Regions from separate parts of the Mus musculus genome. Here region 2 is linked to region 1. A link is a contact called in public Hi-C data. All regions are on one chromosome and are shown on one strand. The core of a region is the stretch at or near the end of the contact, and the rest is flanking DNA. Distances in the headings are between cores, read along the strand shown. Region 1 overlaps 2610307P16Rik (RIKEN cDNA 2610307P16 gene). Region 2 has its middle 12 kb from the start of Gm40841.

Evidence for each region. Hi-C and Micro-C count contacts between places; a contact is called where the count stands out from the background.
Region 2: a contact with region 1 is called in a Hi-C map of the HPC-7 cell line, with 4 times the contacts expected there. The contact joins two enhancer-like sites. A contact is called at or near these places in 2 of 484 Hi-C or Micro-C datasets (the HPC-7 cell line and cerebral cortex) and 3 of 115 datasets of contacts at active chromatin or transcription factors (embryonic basal ganglia, embryonic forebrain and forebrain).

What each region holds. Positions count from the first base shown.
Region 1 is chr13:28,837,801-28,840,991 of GRCm38.p6, forward strand. All of the region lies in intron 2 of 2610307P16Rik (RIKEN cDNA 2610307P16 gene), which reads right to left. Among named protein-coding and RNA genes, the nearest start is that of 2610307P16Rik, 46 kb to the right of the region's middle. Within about 2 kb of position 1,436, at least 45 of the 459 cell types and tissues checked have an H3K27ac peak or open chromatin away from gene starts, as enhancers often do. A contact at or near this core is called in the HPC-7 cell line, where this site is marked.
Region 2 is chr13:28,432,131-28,435,264 of GRCm38.p6, forward strand. No RefSeq gene overlaps it. Among named protein-coding and RNA genes, the nearest start is that of Gm40841, 12 kb to the left of the region's middle. Within about 2 kb of position 1,546, at least 7 of the 459 cell types and tissues checked have an H3K27ac peak or open chromatin away from gene starts, as enhancers often do. A contact at or near this core is called in the HPC-7 cell line, where this site is marked.

The sequences.
Region 1 (3,191 bases), core at 186-2,685:
GCTTTAGGAGGCGAGGTCATGCGGGGCCACTGAAGTCATTCCTACATGCAGTCAGTATAACTGTGTCTGGACATTTGCACTTGTTTTATTTTCCATATTAGGATTCAAAGATCAGGATCTCCAGTGTCTTTGGTTAGCCCTCTAATGTTAATACTGAGCTATCCCATACCCAAAGAGTTGTAGGAAGAGAGGAGACTTGATTAAACCAAAGAAACTGTGTCCCAGTTCTGTCACTGTTACCACCACCACAGCCACAGTCACCACCACCACCATCACCACCATCACCACCATCACCACCATCAGGCTGGCCTGGACCTCTTAGGATCAAGTCATCCCCCACAAAGCTGGGATTGCAGGTGCCCATGTCCATGCTATCAGCCAGCAGAAATCCCCAGAGAGAACCCAGGTCTGCTACTTGACATCAAGTGAGACAGACACCTTTGTGGTAAATTTCTGGTTCACTGAACCATTTCCATTTTCAGATACAACCTGTCTGACAGAGTTGAGCACACCCAAAAGTGCCCACCATTCTAATCTTTCAGACACGCCTGCTAAGACCTTGAGCTAAAATACCCGCCACTCTCTTGCCTTCTCGAATAATGCCCTTCAACTGAGGTTGCTCAGGAATGCACTTATAGGCTGAGCATGCACAGGACTATGCTTGCCTCAAAACTGCCTTCCTGTGTAAATATTCAGAGACTCCCCAATAAAATCCCCATGTTTCCTTTGTTGGAAAAGGACATTGCTTGGGGGTGAGGGTAGGGGTGGAATCCTGGCTTCTCCTTACCTAGTACAGGCAGTAAATCTTTCCTCACTCTTTTACATCTTGACTAAGCTTGTTTGGCTCTCCACCGTCTAAGATGCGAGCCACTGTGAGGCTGTGCTGCTGACAACCTTGCTGTCAGCCCAGTGGATGCTGATATTGGACTCCTCTGCTCCCAGAACTTGGAAGAAACACGTTTCTGTTGCTTTAAGCTTCCAAAGTAGGTGGTACTTTGCTAACTCAACGACAAGATACTACTAGAGGTACACATTACATCATTAACATAAAAAAATTAACAGACTCAAGACGTAAGTATTAGGAGACAAAAGATTGATAGAATAGTCCTGGAGAAAATAAGAGCCAAGAAAGGGAAGGTTTCAAGGGGAAAGAACCAACCAGGCAGCCCAGCCTCACACCGAACTCAGTTCGCGTTCTTCTTTCAAAGCTTAACCTTCACCTCAGAGTTTTCCTTTGCTGTGAAAAGAAGTGTAAAACTGCACCTAGCAGAAGGAAACAAATGCTCGTTTGTCTCAACTGCAAATGTAGAGACACACCTCCCCCAAAAAGAAAGCCGTTAAATGTCCAAAATGATGAATGGCTACAGTTCTTCCCCTAAGACAGCAGCCAGTGGGGAAGGAAAATGGAGAAGGTGAGCTTGCTGTGCACCCAGCTGCCAGTCATCATCCCAGAAGCACCACAAGCGACGCCAGCTCACTCGCTGCCAGTGCTGGATCAGATATAACCACACTCCAGCCACAGCTCTGCAGTGCTCACCAATCACTCCCAAACCACACTCCTCCTCATTACACCTCCCCTAACCAGTTAAGTGCCCTTACAAGAAACGCTCCAGCAATGGCTGATGCACTTCTTCAAACCTGAAAAGGCATTATTAAAAGGTAAGGGCCTCTCCCAACCAAAAAAAAAAAAAAAAAAAGGAATTTCCATTAGATATTAATATCAGCAGCGAAATGCTTTATGACGAATGGCTCTTAGGGAGATTGCTTCCCCTTGGACACCCTTGTGACCCAGATCTAGTCACTGTGTATAGAATGGCGCTCTCATATTTAGCTAAAGATTGATTTAGAAAGCCCTGGGTAGTTTGGGTTGATAGAGTTATTGTTGTTTTTGTTTAGAGTCGGGATCTTCCTCTATAGCCCAGGCTGATCTCAGACTTTCTAGTCTCCTGCCTCAGTCTACTGAGTGCTGGGATGACAGGTATCCATCATACCTTACAGTCACACCCGTCACTCGTGATTTCTCAACAGCAATGAGACACTGCATCTAAACTACCCTAATAGTCTTTGGAATATAGAACAAAGAAGCATTAGCTAGAGAGGAGACAGGAACCTAGGCTCTGGGAGATCCTTCTGCCCACATGGGCAGGTGACTTTGTCCAGAGTTCCAGGGTCTTAAAGGTGGTATAGGCTGGCGAGCTAATGTTGCCGAAATGTGGGCAGGTAGGGATCCTCCACCATCTAGACAGACTCATCTGGAAGGCAGCCCAGCTTCAGAGGACTTGAACTCCTGCGACTGTTTCCTGACAGATTTTTCCAACCATCACATTACCAAAATGAAAATGTAACAGCTTGCAGCCACTGCAATATACTTAAGATGTAATAATGGAAAATGAGATGTTATTGATTGGGGAGGGAGGAGAAGTAACCACAATGGTGTCATCAAGTCAGGGAAAGAAAGAAAATGAACAGATGAATTCTTCAAGACTGAGATATAGTTGCCACCCACTACAGATGGCAGAGTTCTGTGGAGCAGTCCCCAGACAAAACAAGATACACAGGAAATATGCGACGCAGTCCTCTGAAGAATACTCCATGGCCTTTGGATCTTAAGGGAATTCCACACTCTCGAGTGCTGCACAGCTTAAACTTCTGGGCTGGATCCATTCTGCTCGCAAGAATACACACAGACTCACAGCTACCTCCCAAATGTGTGCACGGGATTTCCTTTCCATTTCCAGTGTGCAATGGATACCAGCTTCAAATGATAAACTAAGCAGTAGTTTTAGGAGAGAGAGACTAACATTAAATGTAGCAAGTCCTCGGGAAAAGAACGTGGAGATTCATCCCACATGAAGCCTTCCCTTCCCTTTTCTCTCCATTTATTTATTTATTCATTCGTTTTATTATTATTAATAATTATTATTATTTATTCTTAGGCAGGTTCTCACTGTGTAGCTCCAACTGGGCTGGAACTCACAGAAATCTGCTGCCTCTGCCTTTGGAGTGCTGAGAACAAAGGCCTGCACCACCATGCCCAGATGACTGCTCTCTTTCTTCAGGCTCTACCCGGGAAGAATAGGAGTTTTGGTTTTAGAGACAGACAGATAGCTGCGGAGACACAAGATCTTTTCTCCCTACACCTGCAGCTATGTGTACATCTATCTGTTCACCTTCTTAACCCATTTTAATTC
Region 2 (3,134 bases), core at 296-2,795, 410 kb before region 1:
TTATGTCTACCACACTCACGGGCAAGTTGCTCTGCACTTCACTCTTTTTCTCCACTATGTTCTTTGGAAAAGAGTTACCATGAGCAGCCCACACTCCACACCATGAGGAGTCACAGAGCCTCTTATTTCCTTTGGGCAAAAATACCACATCTAACCAGAAAAACTCTCTCTTCCCTCCTACTCCTGTGATCATTTCTATATCACTGTGGCCTTACAGGTACCTTACTTACACTCTGGGTTGTACTTCAATATTATCACAACAAGGTGAATTTTATTTACAATGTATTCAGTTTCATTGCTGATGCCTTTTGGCTCTTGGCCAAGGAGAGAGACTGAGGGCAGAGCAAAGTATGTGGCTATCAAGAGGACCTTGAAGGTAGGGAGCTGAGGGTCTGCCAGAGACTATTTAGTGATGTGTGTGTGAAACTTACTATATTTCTAATGCACTGTGGATTCAAAGTTGAACATGATTTATTAAAATCCTTCTGCTAGGTGCTGGCTAGGTCAGCACTTTACTGTTTTAGAAATAATATGTTGCTTTCCCTTTGAGACAAGAGCTCACTGTATAGCCCAGGCTGGCCTACAAATTGAGATAATTCTCACATCTGCCTCCCAGGGCTGCAAGTACGGGTGTGCATCACCGTCATAAGCTCCAGAAGTAAGTTTTGACTATGTAACTAGGTTATCACATAACTTGGTACATGGAGTACATATATTTCAAATAATTGTAAAACAACATTCTCCATTTGTAAACAACTTAAAACAGAAGCAGGGCATGCTGGCACATGCCTGAAATACTAGGTCGTGGGAAGTGGAAGCAAGGAGAACCAACTGTTCAAGGACAGCTCAGGACAGTCTCTGGTACATCGTAAATCTGAGGGACAGCCTGGTGGACTACAATGAGTTTCTACACACAAGTACCAGAAATTAATAAATGCAATAATAAACGTAAATAGCAGAAGAGTCACACTTGAAGGTGTGGGAGTGTAATCAGTAAAGGGACACAGCAGGTGCTTTAGGGGCCTGCTGCAGCTTATGCAGAAGCTACGTTAACTGTAAGTATAACGCCGAGACTGGATAGGGACAATCAGCTACTACTATGCTACTAAAAGACCACGTAAATAAAATGTCTCCTAATTACATATCACTATAGCCAGTGATCAGCAACTCACTTAAGAGAAGCTTCCTCTTGTCAGAAGGGAACTGACACAAAGACCGCAAACCTGGGTAATGTGCAGAGACTGAGAAATTTTGGAACACTCAGTCCTAAATGGGATGTCTTCATTAAACCCCTCCCCTCAGGGTTCAAGGAGCTATGAGGAAAAGGAGGTGACACGATTGTAAGAGCCAGAGCAGAAAGGTGACTCCAAGAAAATAGTGCCTTCCAGACACAACAGGACTGATGCAAATATGAACTCACAGAGACTGTGGCAGCATGCACAGGATATCCACAGTTTCAAGCCACACAGGGTACTAGGGCTGAGAAGGGGACATGAGCTCCCATCCCTAACCAAGAAGCTATCTGCAACTGACATCTGCTTGCCAAGAAACAGTTTTCTCCACTGGAGTCTCTCTGGGTAATTAACCACACTTAAAGGGGGCCCCCATGCCCAGCAGTAGACGGCCAACACAAAATGAACTCAGTTGTGGTTTTGTAAACTCTTCAGCCATATATTTCTTTGTTTTTATTTTCTTACTATTCTTTTTCTTATATATTATGTCTTCCAATTTTGTAGGTTTTATGGATTTTCTTTGTACATTTGTGTGTGTGTTTCCTGTGTGTTTTTTCCTTCATTTTAAAAAATCTGTAATTTTTGTATTGTTTGCTTGTTTGTTTGTTTGTTTGCTTGCTTGTTTTGTTTTTTTCGAGACAGGGTTTCTCTGTGTAGCCCTGGCTGTCCTGGAACTCACTCTGTGGACCAGGCTAGCCTTGAACTCAGAAATCTGGCCCCCTCTGCCTCCCAAGTGCTGGGATTAAAGGCGTGTTCCACCACCGCCAGGCTGCCTGTTTGGTTTTTTTTAAAGAAACAGAGAAAAGGGGTGTGGAGTTGGCTAGGTGGGAATGTGAAGAGTTGGAAAGAGCTGAGAAGCAAAAGAAAAACCTAAATCAAATAAATGCATATGGACCTCTACCTACACTCATTTTCACATAAATACATAAATAAAGACATACCCACATGCACACACACACACACACACACACACACACACATATACATAATATCAGTTAGAGGCTAGGGACCACATATGAGAAAGAACATGTAATAGTTGCCTTTCTGAGGCTGGAATAATTCAGTTGACACAATATTTCCAGTTCCATCCATTTTCTTGCAAATTTCATAATCTCATGTTTTATGAACCCTATGAAACAGAAAGAAAGAGGCATTATGGGAATGTGTGGGAGGGTGATAGATATGGGTGTGGTATGTGATGTGAAGATGAAAGAATACAAGGGAAGGAAATGTATAGTAGGAACTGGGGGTCAAGGAGGTGGGAAAAGAAGTGGGATTAATCAAAATGTAGTATGTATGAAAATACCACAAGGAAACCTATCACTTATATGCTAATTTAAAAATGAAATGAAGTTTAAATTGAATAAATAAAAACATCAAGCTTGTTAGGTATCTCTTAGCACAATTCAAAATCAGTAACAGGATAAGTAAATACATGCTAAAATTCCAAAATAAAGTACATAAAAGCAGCATGGGAAAAATACATAAAGCAAGCATAAAGATGGGTGGGAGGTATGTAGAGGATCCTCGAAAGAACTGGAAAAGAAAACGGGAGGTGAACAGTCAAGGTACATTCTGTACATGTATGAAGTTTCCAGAGAATACATCAAAATTCTACTTTTAAAAGAACTTACTCTAAACATGATGGAAACTAGACAGAGACGAGTAAATTTTATTCATTTATTCACTGGTTTGACAAATATTTAGACAGTACCTCTTATCTGTCATTGTGCTGGCTAGTTTTGTATCATCTGAAAAGAGAGAACCTCAATTGAGAAAATTCCTCCCTAAGATCTATCTATTGGGTGTTTTCTTAATTGATGTTTGGGGGAGGACCACATCCATTGTAGGGTGCTACTCCTGAGATGGTGCTATAAGAATGTAAGCTGAGGAAGCCATTAG